2 separate regions of the Columba livia genome follow, and region 2 is linked to region 1. A link is a contact called in public Hi-C data. All regions are on one chromosome and are shown on one strand. Each heading gives the region's core, a stretch centred on a gene start, on an enhancer-like site or on the middle of the called end of the contact. The rest is flanking DNA. Distances are from core to core; before and after follow the strand shown. Region 1 holds the start of LOC135580588 (a long non-coding RNA gene). Region 2 holds the start of NEO1 (neogenin 1).

The links. Hi-C and Micro-C count contacts between places; a contact is called where the count stands out from the background.
Region 2: a contact with region 1 is called in a Hi-C map of crop, with 2.6 times the contacts expected there. The contact joins the promoter of NEO1 here to the enhancer-like site in region 1. A contact is called at or near these places in 2 of 2 Hi-C or Micro-C datasets (crop and liver).

What each region holds. Positions count from the first base shown.
Region 1 is chr11:20,035,650-20,043,196 of bColLiv1.pat.W.v2, reverse strand. It overlaps NEO1 (neogenin 1), which reads left to right. Exons shown (of 28, transcript XM_065077127.1): 19 at 1,615-1,722; 20 at 3,979-4,173; 21 at 4,760-4,792; 22 at 6,360-6,428; 23 at 7,197-7,344. It overlaps LOC135580588 (a long non-coding RNA gene), which reads right to left and starts at 6,595. Exons shown (of 2, transcript XR_010475486.1): 1 at 6,492-6,595; 2 at 3,610-5,267. Within about 2 kb of position 2,741, at least 2 of the 3 cell types and tissues checked have an H3K27ac peak away from gene starts, as active enhancers do.
Region 2 is chr11:20,182,745-20,190,291 of bColLiv1.pat.W.v2, reverse strand. NEO1 (neogenin 1) reads left to right here and starts at 3,063. Exons shown (of 28, transcript XM_065077127.1): 1 at 3,063-3,431. The coding sequence starts at 3,317. LOC110366033 (a long non-coding RNA gene) reads left to right here. Exons shown (of 23, transcript XR_010475485.1): 23 at 1-619.

The sequences.
Region 1 (7,547 bases), core at 1,492-3,991:
GTTCATCCAAACATTCTAAACCAAGAAATGATAAAAAGGAAAACCAGGATAAAATCAGAACGCTCGTAACTTGTTCTGAATCTCGGAAACCCTTTGTGAGCTTCAGTTGCTTTAGTTTTCGTTGGGAATCCACAAGTCTGGACCGATGCTTTCCCATCCCAGTTATTATACAATGCCCTTCCCACAGCACAGCACTGTATTTGGTATTTTGCTGACAGACATACGACTCTTGTCCGTACCTCTACACTAAGATGAGAGATTGCAGAGGTCGCACAAATAGAGTTCGTAAAAGAGAATTTGAAGCTCAAAAAGCACAGGAGCGAGGGCGAGATGCGGGAGGTCTCATTTCATTTCAATAGAAGCTGCATTTCTAGTTGGGCTGGTTGTAAAGAGTATTTGCAAATATGGCTTAAATCTTGGGAACTAAAAAAAAAAGGGTAAGTGTATTTTCTCCTAAGAGATCTTGTGATTTATATTACTCGCCAAATTCCTGAGCGTGTGACTCATTATTTTGAATACCGGTGAGCAGCAGCGTTGTACAGGACTTGCTCCTCGGTTAATGCCCAAGATTTTCTATGTATTTATTTTCTCGGAAGCTTCCTACAGGGCCTTGATTGGTGCTTCACGTCTGTCCATTTCTGTCGAGCGGGTTTTTAAGTATTTGGGATAATAGTTACAGTAACTCTTGAGCTTTTGCTCTCTCTGGTTTCCTCTGTTCCTGTTACTCTGCACAGGGATAATGAGGAGCCATCTCAGCGGACGGACAGATTAATTCCTCATAGGTAATGCACAGAAAGCTCTTTAAATGCAGAAAGCACCGTGTAAGCACTAAATGTTACTATTATAGTATTAAATATCCAAGGCGGATTTACTTTGCTAAAAGGTGCCTCATTAGAAGTCTCGGGTTTTTCATCGTGGGGCCTTGCAAACCGTGCCTGGTTAATGCACCTTTGGAGACGCTGGAAACCATTAATCTGAGCCCCAGCTGGAAGCGGAGCTCCCAGCCAGAAAGTCTCCGATTTCAGGTTTTCTCTGGAGCAGTTCCCTGAATTTGGGCAGGAGGCCGGTGGGGAAGCAGCGCTCCCCTCTCCTTCTCTCACTCTCGCTCTGCCAACCGGGGAAAAAGGTTGAATGGTGTTCAGCAAAGATTTCTGGATTTCCAGTGCTGTGGTGGTGCAGATTTCCACACCAATCACAAATAATTCTTCACTAAATTAAATCAGCAATTACAGATTATGATTCGCCGCCTCTGGTGGATTTACCTCGCTCACATTGGCATTTCTAGGTCACGCCATTAACTTGCAGATATGGAGATATTCTGTATATCTGTACATATGGAATGTGTTTATTTCATCAGCTCGTGTAATTTTTACCATGACCAGACAAAGTTAGAAGCAGGGAGCTCCTTACAGAGATGCCGCACACCACAATGGCATTTGCCAGCTGGAGTAAACCAGTAGGAGCGCTGCGCTGGGATGGTGGATGTGTTCAAAGACTGAACATTCAGCGATATTATTATTGTATTTTTTTCAGTGGTGAAACAGAAGGGAAGGTGCTTATCCAGTGAAGGGGGCAGCCCGCTTCTCACAGCCTGTTTTGGTTTTCCGTTTGCAGTGCCGACTTCTCCTCCCAAAGACGTGACGGTGGTGAGCAAGGAGGGGAAGCCCCGCACCATCATTGTGAACTGGCAGCCTCCGTCCGAAGCCAACGGCAAAATCACAGGTGCGGTTTGCGTGAGCGATATTGCAGATACAAGACACGCGGTTAACGGCAGAATCTAACCTGCATAACTATGGGAACGTGTTCCGGGTTTAATTTAGCCCCGAGCTAGCCAAGAGGTTTAGATCTTCTTTGTCAATCTTTTTAGTAGCTCAGATTAATTATTTACTTTTGTACCTAGTAAAAATATATTAAGATATAAACTAACTGCAGTGTGAAATTGGAGCCTAACCAGAAATATAATTGAAAGTTGAAACAGCTCTATAACCTTTGCCTTCATCAGCTTGTGCTGTTGTAATAGATGCCTCCAGAAATACAGCTGTAATGCATCTGGCCCATCCGTATTTCATTTGGAAGACTCCATTCCAGAGCTCTTTGTCATCTTTGTGTCATTTTGTGGGCACAGAACAGACTTAAAATCAGTTTATTAGTCCCCTGGCATAAGTACTAAGAGTAAACTGCTATTCGCCTGTGAAACTGCATCATTTTCATGGCAGACAGATCATTTTACAGAAACCAATAATTAGTGTTTCAGTGATTTCTGTTTGGATTCTCCTTCCTCAAGGCTTTCGCTTCAATTTTCCTTTTTACCCCAAGCTTTAAGCTTTTAAACCAGGTTGTATTGACACATAGTTTGCAGTGTATGAGTTAGTTTGCTTTTATTTTCAGAATTAACCACGGTGCAGAATGAAACCTTTGAAACCAGCTGGCGTCTGATTAGGCGGGAGTCTAGCCCAGCTTCTAGACAGGAGACTAGAACTAATTAGATCCCTTGAAAGGGCAGAATGCTGGAGACTCTCAGCCTTGAGTAATTGAAATAAAGTTTTATGCAATGTGTAAGAAAGACCCTGAAAGGCTGCAGGTAGGACAGAGGCTGTAACAGGTACATGCTTTGTCTCTTGGGCTGCTCTTCTGTATCAAGCCTGTCCAGGGTTATTTGGTTATCAACAAGATGTTTGCTCTGTACAAGAAAGGTTTGACGGGAGAAACAAGAGCCATTACCGTAACTGTAGGGTAAAGGCCGCGGTTGCAGGCGGTCAGGGGGTCGTACAGACGGGTGAAATTTAAAGCACAAATATCCCCGGGTTATAGACGCTCTTGCAAAGATCAGCCTTTCATCTTAGATCAAGTGTATGCACAAGCAAGGGAAGACAATGTACAAAGAGATCAGCCTTGCCTGGCACGAAATGATCATATGCATTCCATTTTCCAGCTACAAAATCTCCTGGCAATGTCTGTGAAGGAGAACCTCACATTTATTTACATGCATTGAATGAAAATGTATGTATTAGTTGTTGCAGGGACGCGGGGGCTGAGTGCCCTCTGCTGGGGACGGCCACCGACGCCACCTAGGGCTGCAGTAATTACTCATTAAGTAATGCCGTAAAAACGACGTGATGATGTAACTGCAGCACATCTGTGGAACAGTCGTCTTTCTTTCCAGCTCTAATCTCCTTCTCATGGGGGTGGGATGGATGTGAGATATGAACTGTGCTGGTCTGGAGTCCAGATGCTTGTGCATCAGTATAGCTGCTGACTAATTAGTATGGTCATAAATTAACTCAGTAGTCCCGTGCCACTATACTATATAGAGAGCTTTTAACTGTCACTATATATAGATGTATATGTTGCTGCTTCTTAGACAAGTTACAGATATGTTGCTGTGCGAGCTCAACAAGTAGCTCTCCTTCTTATATAACAAATGATACAAAGCTTTGACTTTATATTGCTTTGTATCTACAACATATTTAATAACAGATCATAAACACTTCCCATAGCTTTCGTCCTTGGTGTGCAAGAGAACTGCAGTTCTCTTTGTATTGTTGTCTTTGTTAATAAACTGAAAAAATAATTTAAGAAGTGCTGAACATGTCCTTTAGCTGTGCATGATAATGTTATGTTGGTTTAATGTTAACTATTTTTGATATAGTTTCAGGATTTTTTAATAATAAGAGCTTTATGTTATTTGACATTATTTGATCCATGAACAGGTAGAGATAATTCCTCCGTATTCAAAAATAATGTTGATGTTGAAATTGCTTTTTTCCTCTTAACATGTATTCTTGAAAGGTTTAAAATTGAAGATGGAAGGATGTATCATATTTGAATGTATTCTTAGTCTTTGTAAAAGTAGGAATAGACGTTCAGAAACCCAATAATCCTTTAGCTGTGCAAATACCAGTAGTACTTTTTCTTTGAGATCTTAGCACTGTCCAGTTCTTTCAGGTCTAAAGTTGTTCTGCTTTTTCTCTCCGACAGGATACATCATTTACTACAGCACGGATGTGAACGCCGAAATACACGACTGGGTTATTGAACCTGTGGTGGGAAACAGACTGACCCACCAGATCCAGGAGCTGACCCTCGATACCCCGTATTACTTCAAAATCCAGGCCCGCAACTCCAAGGGGATGGGCCCCATGTCCGAGGCGGTTCAGTTCCGAACACCCAAGGGTAGGATAAATATCAGCCTCTGTAAGGATAAGATAGCAATAGCGTGAATTTTATATTTAAACCGGAAAAGTCAGCAAGACAGTGGAGTTGGACTAGATTGAAATGTTGTGTTGGGTGGCTCCTGCATGTAGTTAATACACATGGAAATGTTGCTCTGCTGTTGGATTGGTTGTGTTGTTTCAAAATTACCAGTGGGACAGGTCAGCTCGTTATTAACGCCAAAGGTCCGTGTCCTAAATGGGCTTTTTAGAAAAGCAGTTTTGAGTTGCTTTAAGGCTCTAGGTGGTGTGTGGAGTTGGTAGCTGGATGGTGTCAGGGGAATCAGTGTGACACAACTGCTCGGTGCTGGGTAACCGGTGGCATAGGACAAATGCCTGGTATCTTGAGAAAAAATGGACTCTAAGGAGAGGTGAAAAAGTGAGGAGTAGAATTTCTATCACTACTTTTTCCACATGAGTGCTGGTGTTTGGAAATGAGAGCTCTGGCCAGGGCGCTTATGTGATGTCAAACTTTAAATTCTGTCTCTCGCTCCTTCAAGGCTTGTGATCTTTCTCTTGTTTTTCCTTCCCTGTGCTTGCCCCACTAGCTGAGTCCTCAGATAAAATGCCAAACGATCAAGGTAAATAAACAGCCACGCTTTCTCTTTTATCCCATCCTTCACACCGTGTTTTCCTGTCCATGTGCTGTTGCATTTTTGAAGTGAAACCAACATCTCGAAGTGTAGATGAGCAAGTCCCTGCGGTGCTTTTAGTGGCGGAAGAGCGGGCAGCGCTGGTTGGGTGTTAGGAACGTGGAGGGATCTCTGCAGTCAGATGGCCCAGGGTTGTGCTGGAGCTGAATCATTCTGTCAGAATGTGTTTGGATTAAGTGATGCTCCTGCCAACCTGTGCCAGGGCTCTAGAGCTATTATTATTTTCATAAGAACGGAAACTCTGTCTGCTCTGGAAACTTTTTCTGGTCGGCTCATTGAGGCTCCACACTCTCAAAAGCCCTCAGGTTTTAAAATGCTGGCTTGAAAAATGGCAGCTTTGAGTTGAGCGCATTGGATTAGAAGGTGAATGTCTCAGGGCTACTTTTGGTTTCTTCCAAATACCCTACAAGGCCAATAAAAAGGGGAGGAATTAGTCTACAGGCATGAATTTCAAAGGACACTGGCAATCAGCGCAGATGTACAATTAAATAGATCCTAAAGTGTTGAGAATGAATTTATTTTACTTGATTTTCAACTTGTTGCTTAGAAGTAATTAATTAAACATGCTTTTACATGTTGTGTACCCAATAAAGCAGACAGTAAACAGTTACGGAGTAAATTAATATCCAGAGACGCTGGGTGAGATTCAGGATGGCTGTGGGGAAGCAGATGTTTAATTGGCAGGGAACAGGGGAAGGTTGAAGTGCTTGCTTTATTTAAACTTGCTGGCTTGTCTGTTGCACTATAAATTGTCAGCCATCGTTACCGTCCTGCAGTCCTGTACTCCCGTCTTTTTATATCTTGTTATCTACTCCAGTATTTTATGTGATCTGTTAACTTCAGTAGCAATTATTTTAATTTTCTGTCATGGTGTTATTAAGGATATGAAATTACAGTTGGCCAAGGAAGGGAGGAGGAGGGAAAGGGAGCCCCATAAATACACACTCATTCCTCACAGCCTTTCATGCCCTTTCATAAAAGTGTTTCCCAACACGCAAAAAATACTACACTTTAGTGCAGTACCTCTCTTTCAATTATACTATATTTCATTTATTCCCGTAATATTCATAATTTCTTAATGTATGTCAATGTATGACAGTTATATTTGGATAATTTGAGTATATAATCATAATTTATTAATGCCTATTAATTTATGCAAATGTATTATAGATTATTTTGAATTATTCCATTAATAAGATTATTTTGATTTATTTCAGTAATTAATAATGATTTAATTTTTCTTATTTCATCTTTTCTGCTATTTGTATTTTTCTTTACACATCACCAGCTAACAGGATTTTTACTCTTTCCGAATAGCTTTATAATGACACACCTAATTACCTCCACAGAAGGTTAAGCTGCACAGACAGGAGGAAACTCAGAAAAATGGTTCAGTTTCTAAAAACTGAACACTAGTAGCGGCTCCTAAGCTTAGTGACAGAAATAACACAGCAGTACCAGTGTGTGCCAATAACTGTGCCATCTCCTGTTGCAGCATCTGGCTCCGCAGGGAAGGGCGGCCGCCCGCTGGACATGGGCCCGGATTACAAACCCCCACTCGGCGGTACGTGCTGCTCTAAAGCTTTGCCTGGAAAATACAGGGGGTCTGTGTTTTGCTGTGTCTTACCTTCAAATATCCATGACTTCTTCCCTAGTAACTTCTCTTTCTGATGGGAGTTGTTCCTGTGCCAGAAATGGTCTCGTTCTTCTTTCTTCATGTTCTTACCTCCTGTGTGGGGAACATGGAAAGAAAATCTCATTACACACGTTTACATTTCAGTCTTGAAAAGCAAACTATACAGGGTACGGGATCTGAAATAGCTGCCCTAGTATATACCAGCAAAACTTATTTGGAAAGATCATCGTAGGAGAGAAAGGAAATCTCATCTAATCTCCTCCTTATTAGCCCTGCCCATTGCAGAAGCCTTGCCCAAGACTACACTCGTTAGTGTTATAGAAAATGGGGTTTTTCTCAGAGGAAAGTGACCACTGTAGGATCCTGATACCCCATTCCTGTGATGACTTGGTCCAAGGAAAGTGCCTGTAGTTTTGAAAAGGTCCCAGGTTAACTCTCCTTAGACTCTAAAGCTATTCAGCTATTAAAACAAAAAATTATGTATACATATACATCTATATATATATAAAACACTATATAACAGTTATCCAGAAACACAGATGACAAAAATAAGAAGTGAGCACTTCACTAGACATCCTAGCAGACAAACCACCTTCCTCATTCGACTGATCTGTATGATTCTAGAAATCTTCCCTGGGCACTCCTTGCTTTTGATGGATGTTTTTTCTCTCTGTTAACCCCTTTTCCCCCCCGCAGGCAGTAACAGCCCCCATGGAAGTCCCACCTCTCCCCTGGACAGCAACATGCTCCTGGTCATCATCGTCTCCGTCGGGGTCATCACCATCGTCATCGTGGTCATAGTCGCCGTCTTCTGCACCCGGCGGACAACCTCGCACCAAAAAAAGTAAGATGTCAGTGTGGAACTTTGCCATTGTGTTTAGAATACTCTCTTAATAACTGTAAGGACTGCAAAGTTAATTTTTTTAAATGAAAGTTGCACAGCGTGTGGTCATAGCACCAGAGCTGCGCTCTGCTTTGTCAGATAGAAAATTCAAAGGTTCGTCCCTCCCAGTGGGCGGCTCTTGCTCAGCTGGCCGCAAGATCTGA
Region 2 (7,547 bases), core at 1,814-4,313, 150 kb before region 1:
TGGAAACTTACCCTAAAATGAGGAACGTAATAGTTTGCATGTCGTCCAGCACTCGAAGGTGACGAGGTACGTTCCAAGTGTATTTCAGATACTTGCTGCCAGTCGTGATGTGACAGTTTTCCAGTTGGTTTTCATTCCCATTCCTATATCCTCACCTTTCTGCTCTGCCTCCCTCAGCCTCTGTCGTTCCCACATCTCCATCCCTGTCTCTAGCGAATTCCCTCTTCCCCTTGGGGTTGTGTGTCCTCCTCCCTTGCCCGCTCCCCCTCTCGCCTCTGATCCCTTTTGCCCACCAAATTTTCCTTCAGCCCTTAGCCAGGTAATGTACTGGTCTTGTACTTGTCTTGTGCTGGTCTTGTGCTGGTCCTCCTGGGTTGCACGTCCTCCTGGCAGTTTTCTCCCCATTCCCAGTCTGTTTTCAAGCCTTCTCCCAACATGCTGGCTTCCAGACTCTTCTTTGTGGGCTTTGTTTTATCCAGTTCTTGTCCCTGGTCCAGTTCTTGTCCTGGTTCAGTTCTCATCCCCATGAGTGTTACTGCAGGAGTTTCCTGCTCCGAGAGGACTGGAAGGACAGGTTCTCCGCTTGCTCTTCCTATCTTCACACTTGGCATGGTCCAAGAAAGCGCCTGTTGTCGTTTGCAGGCTCAGAGATCCCTGACAGAAGGAAGGAAAGAAGAAATGTTTATAATTTAACCTGAGGTATGAACTTAAGATGCTTAAATTTCAGCACAGCAGTTCATCTGGGACTATTAAAAGTGGCTGAAGGTAGGATTTTAGGATGGGAATTGCTAACCAGCTTTAATAGGGGTTCTACTACCAGTCCTGCCTTTTAATCAGTGCTTCCATTTTCAGTATAAATTACAGTTCCTTGCTGGTAATCCTCCTGGCATATCAGATATCCGCGTAACTCGGCAAGCGTAACGGAGAGAAACCCAAACATCCTTCTGAGGAGGTAATTATTCCTCGTTGTGAAAGTGCTCCCGGATATTTTGAGTGGAGGACAAAACCCCTGTTTCCTGACAGTCACAAAATTATAAAATAATGAAGCAAGTTTCACAATGAAAAGCACTTCAGACACCAGTATTAGCCGATGCTTTGTAGTCACAGCAACGATTAATTAATTGTGCACATCTCTGCATCTCTATGTACAGCAAAATTCACACCCGCGTTTGGGTGCTCAGCAAAATGTGTCGTTGAAAAGCCTCTAAATCTGCAAATCCTGCTGGATCAGGGATAATTCCAGGAGAATACTGAGGCGCCTGCTTTGAGAGGGACACCCCGGCCACATGCGGGGAGGTTATCAGGTAAACTTGCCTGGAATTAGTCCTTGCTACCTCAGCAGGAGTGTGGCTACCGGTGCAAAAACGTGTTTCTTTCTGGATTTTAAACAGATTTTAAATCGTTTTGCGATACAAACGCACATTCTGGGGGGATGTACCCGTGTTCCACGTCTTGCAGTGCCCCAGGGGTACGGTTATCTCACGGTTACCACTTCTTGAGCCCCGATACTACATAATTCATGTGCTGAAAGAGAGGATTCAATTAGTCAATAATAAAATGAGCAAGGATAGCATGCACATTGTAAAAACACAATTTAGTGGGCAACAAGCTGAGATGGAAAAAAATATAAGGGTACACTCCATGTGATGAGTGGAGGAGGAATGTATATTTATTGCTGTTATTGTGTCCTTTGGAGGGATATGAGATAGACTAAAACCGGCTGGTAACGATGCAGCATTCAAATGATTTGGATTTGAATGGCAAATGCTGCATAAAATTAATTACCCCCAGGAGGATGAAAACACATTTCATTTGCCTTTTCAAAGTACGTTTGGTCTTTTCTTCCCATTTATTTATCCTTTGGTTTGTTGAGAAACATGCTTGTTTACGAAAGCCAGCATCCCAAACTGAGCAGCAGAGATCCTCCCCGCACAAGAAAACAAGTTTCTGCAAGTTATTTTTACAAGATTAGTGTGAGATGTATTTTTTTCCTCTCGCCGGTTCCCAGCAACGCGCACCCGACGCCTCTTTGCTTGGCTCGCTGAGTTTGCGAGGATAAACCAGATTTGCGCTTTATAATTGAGGGTTTTTTGCACGTCTCCGCGCACGGTGACACTGGCGGGTTTTGCAGCCGCGCTGTTTGGGCTGAGAGAGGGGGAGAGAAGAGTTGGTTTGGCTGAAAGGCGGGAGCTTCGTTGCTGCGTCTCTTGGCAGGAGCGACGAGCTGAAGCGCGGGCTCGGCCCGCACCCCTGGCCGCCTCCTCGGGGCCGGGGGCGCCGTGTGGGCTGAGGGGCGGCAGTACCGGCTGAGGGGACAGCAGTGCCGACTGACAGTGGTACCGACCGAGGGGACAGCGGTACCGACTGAGGGACAGCGGTACCGACTGAGGGACGGCGGTACCGTCTGGGTGGACAGTGATGCCGACCGAGGGGACGGTGATACCGATTGAGGGGACAGTGGTACCGACTGAGGGAACAGTGACACCGACTGAGGGACGGCGGTACCGGCTGGGTGGACAGTGATGCCGACTGAGGGGACAGCGAGTGCCAGCAGTGCCGCCTGAGGGGACACTGGCACTGACTGAGGGGACAGCGGTACTGGCTGAGGGGACAGTGGTACCGGCTGAGGGGACAGTGGTGCTGACTGAGGGGACAGCGAGTGCCAGCAGTGCCGGCTGAGGGGACAGTGGCACTGTCTGAGGGGACAGTGGTGCTGACTGAGGGGACAGCGAGTGCCAGCAGTGCCGGCTGAGGGGACAGTGGCACTGTCTGAGGGGACAGTGGTGCCGGCTGAGGGGACAGTGGCACTGTCTGAGGGGACAGCGGTGCCGGCTGAGGGGACAGCAGCACTGACTGAGCGGCCGCCCGTCCCGTCCCGTGCGGTCCCGTCCCGTCCCGCGCTCGCGCAGGCGCAGTGGCGGGCGGCTGCCCGGGCGCGCGCACACCTGGCACGGGGGTCGGCGGCGGGAGGGAGCGCGTGCGCCGCCGTCTCCCCGGGAGCGGCGGGAGGGGCGGAGCGCGCGGGCGCATGCGCACGGGAGAGGGGGGGGCGGGTGCGTGTGTGTGTGTATGTGTGCGCGCGGGGCGGGGGCGGCGGGAGGAGGAGCGCGCGGCGGGCGCCCCTCAGGCTCCGTGTGCGGGAGCCGGGACCGGCCCGCCATGGAGTGACCGGCTGCTCCCGCCCGCGCTCCCGCCTCGCCGGCCGCTCTGTGGGCCGCCTCCTCGGGGTGCGGAGGAGCGGGGGAGGCAGGAGGAGCCCCCCTCGGGGGAGGGGCTGGCGCTGGGTGCCCGGCTGCCGGGCGCGGGGAGCGGAGAGATGGCGGCGGGGAGAGCCCGGCGGCTCCTCGGCTCCCTCTGGATCGCCCTTCTCCTCGGGCAGCCGGACCCGGCCGGGGCCGCCGCTCGGAGCGGCTCCCAGAGCCTCCTCGCAGGTAAGGAGCCGGGCAAGAGCCGGGGGGCGCGGGGTGGGTGTGCGGGAGCGGCGGGGGCTGCGCGGGGGCGCTGCGGGCGGGGAGCGGCGGGTCCGCTCCGCTCGGACCGTGCGGGCACCAGCAGAGGCCACTGCGCACCTGCGGACGAGAACCAGAAACACCTGGGTCCCCCGTGAACGCCACAGCGAGTCACCTGCGCGGGGTCCCCCGCGCACCTGAGATGAGTCGGGACACAAACCGGCCCGGTCTGGGCTCGCCGGGACCGGGGAAGGCTCGTTACCGGAGAGGAGGCGAGCGGGCAACCTGTGGAGACAGGGAACTTGCCTGGAAACTGCCGCAGTAGCTCAGAAACGAACGAGCTGGCGGCGGTTCAGCCGCTGTAGTTCTCACACCTCTTGCCATTGTTGCCTTTAATGATCCATTATTGAATCCTGCTTTTTTTTATAGCCCACGAAAAGCGTAATCTCATCCAGATGAAGTGCGGTGTGCGTATGAGAAGCCTGTCTAAAAAAATGCCCTTGTAGAAGACGATACTGTAGAAGGCTCTCTAGTTTTGCAGTAATGCTTATTTTGCAAAATTTTAAAGAACTTTATTTTTTCCCTTCCCCTCCTCGTCAGCAACAAGCTACTAGAAACCTTGAAGAAAAATCTGGTTTTGAACGTTGGATGCTGGGATTTTTTTTAAGTATTCCCATGTAGATCAAATCCTGACATTTTAAAAGAAAGCTCTGCAAGTGGAATTTGGCAAAAATCTGCTGGTTAAATGAATTGTTTTTAGCAACTTGTAAAAGTAAGAATGGTTAGGCTGGTATTAAATGGTGTAATTATCCTATTGCAAATGCCATTAGGCAGCAATGTCCGTGGTAGCTCTCATCTCACATCCTACTGATGTAACCGTGTGTGCTGACTCCTGTTGACAGGGGATATATTTATTCTCTTACACACTACAAGCTTTGCAGATTCCGGGTCTGAAGCAGATTTTTTTTTTTCTGTTTGATAAATATCATTCATGGAGTCAAAAATCTTCAGAGTATGTGTCATAGATAAGTTACTTTTTTGATGTGTAAAGCCTTGCCACGTGATGATTCTTTTCCAGTATTTACTGCTCTACTGACAGCTCAATGTAGTTACTGTTGTGTTGGTCGCTCTTTGCTGTGTTAAAAAAATCCTTTGTGGTTTGAGGAAATCAGATTCATAGGTGAAGTTTTATCAGTTAGAAGGCAAATATGTGAGCTCAGTTAGCAAAGGGGGAGTGATGTGCTGAAACATGCAAAATAAAACCTTCATTAAAGCTGTTTGGAGCGGGAATATAGGAGTAAAGGTGTGGGAATTTTGGAAGTTCTGGTGGATCCTGGCTTTGTTCTCTTTTGTGGGAAGTGTTTTTGTGCCCTATTGGTGGGTGCTGTCCTGTGTCATCCCCGTCAAGGACCAGGAGCTGGGGTTACTCTATGTTTGTACCAGTTATTCAGAGGGAGTGAGTAAATGAGGAGGAAGAGGCTTCCTGTATTCTTTGTCTCAATTAAGATGACATACTTGATCTTAATTCCCACTATTTTCCACCTGATTATTACTGTTTTTTTTTTTTCTGAAAGAGATGATGCTCCATGTATATTTGGTGGGAGGAGAGAAACCTTCAAGTCCCTCCCTGCCTGAAGGGGAGGGAATTGGGTCCGGGTGTGAAAGTTCTCCCCTTTGTGTTGTGGATGCGAGGATGACAGCGTCTTGTCTTCTGTCCTGTTCTGCGTGAAGCTCCATCTCCTTGGCGCTCTCCGGAGAACCTCGTTAGGTTGGAACCTTGTTAGGTTGGCATGAAGGGCCGGGGAGGCAGAGGAACAAACACCTTGTGTCTAGTTCCAGGTTTAGCGCTGAGACTAAAGTGCTGCTTGTTGTGTCCAGAACAGTAGTTTTTTTTAATGGAAAAAACAACAAAAAAAGCAAGCTGGCCTTTTGGTGTTGCTAAAGATGACGCAAATGAGCAGGACTTACAGATTCGGAAGCCCATATTCATTGTATGTAGCCGTGTATGTTTGAGTGATATTTGAACCCTGCTATAAATAGCCAGTCATTGCTCTCTGCAGAAGAAAAGAGTGTAGCTGAATTATCTTGGGGAAAAAAACCTATATAACTTCATTTATTTGTGCATCTGTAAACAGTGTGTTTCCTAGTCTATTTGGTTGATTTGCAAATAAGATAAAATGAGCTACTGATTTTAGAATTAGGACAACATTTCACTTAGCTAAGGGAATAAAACAAAGAAAGTAAGGAGGAAGCATCAATTTAAGTTAAATCCTGCTTCTTGTAACTGTTTGGAGCTGATTTGAGTTTAATGGAAAACCTTTGATCTATACAGGATTGCATTACTAAGAATAAAATTCAAGTAGGTGTCACTATTAACTTTTAATACAAAAGCTCTGATAACCTATATACAGCATTAAGATTGCAAATTAGATTATTCAGAAGATGGAAATTTGTTCTGCCTCCCCCCTGCTCTTCTCTAAGCCCTTGGGATCCATGTATATTTTGTTGTTGGACAATCTGGCCATTTTGGAAATCCACAGTCAAATGCAATTAGAAATTGGTGGCATGAAAGTTGCACGAGACTCCCGGAACTGAACAGGTGTTTTTAGCAACATGTTGATCAGGGATCAGCATATGCTGCTCTATAGGATGCTCTGTCTAGGGTATGGGGTATTGAAAGCTAAGGAGGATGGGTACATAGATCAGCTGGGTTCCTTGGAAACATAAGGTCAGAATTTGTTTCTGTTTTGTACACACTTCTTGATTATTTCTAAATATATCACAGGCTAAAAATAGAGTGGAAATATTCGGGGCTCAGTTACATCCCAAGTCACTTAACACAGGTCTCCAGTTAATATTCCTGTTTCATATAAATACAGTACATGTGTTCTGCGTGTTGCGTAGGAGCTGACGGAGCAATTTGATTGCCTATAGCTCCTGAGATACGTGTTCACCAGCGCCACTCAGTTTATTTGCATGTATAAATAGGCAACAGCAAAAGGATCTGTTGGTGCTGGAGCATATTTCTTGTGGGGGCGAACAATTGTTTCAATAATCCATGAATCACCTTTCAGTGGGCTGGGGTGCTGCGCTGTCGCTTGTCCTGGGACAGAAGCGATTAAGTTGCATCTGGCTTTTGCAACCTGTGTTTAATTGTTTTATTAGTCATCTAAGAAAGTGATTTGGCTTGCTTATGAAGGTATCCTAATAAACTAATGTTCCAATTGAAAAATTGTAAGGTGTGTGCGCACACCTGTGCCTAATATTTATCACAGTGAAAAACAGCAAAAACTTGTCATATTTAAAATAAACAAACACCAAAACCCAACCAACCAACAAACCCCAAAGCAAAACACTTGGCTTAGTTACCTCCCGCTAGCTTATCGGTGCAGTTTAAGTACGGAAAGTATATATGGTGGTAGGTTTTTCTTTATACGAGAGTATTTGGTTATTCCTGATGATAAAACATCCTGGTGATTTACAAGATATTAATCTTCAACCAAAGATTTTTAGAGAAATCTGAAAGCTACGTTGGCACCAACTCAAGTTTGCTGCGGTGCCAAGAGGAGGAGGATGAGAAGGAGCACGGAAATGGAGTGGGAGTTTAAGAAAACTACACGAGGAGCAATACAGTATGTTTCTTAACCTTTACTTTCAAACTATAAAGGCATTTCCCTTGTGCAGCCTCAGCCTGAGTATGATAGAGGGTTTGAAAGCAAATTCTTGTACCATCACTAGTTTGGCATGGCAATAATTTTGTGTATAAAATGTGTGCCAGTATGTTCATAGCCACCTTTTCTAAACATGCAGTATTTTTATATATGGCGGATTTTCAGAGTTTCACTTGGCATCATGTGTGAGGGGGTATAGCTGAAATTCTTGTTAATGACTAATTAATGCTCGTTTCCTGCAAGGAATCTGCCCTGGCTTTGAGATGCCAGTCGGTAGAAGGGAGGTTGGGTTCTGGGTGGAGAGGTGCTGCCCCAGAAATTCACATTATTGCGCTGAAACTCATCTCTGTGCCGTGAGTAGTTAAATCTAATGCTCTGAGCCTATTGATCTTTAAAAAGGGCAAAACAGTTCTTAATGGAGAAAATG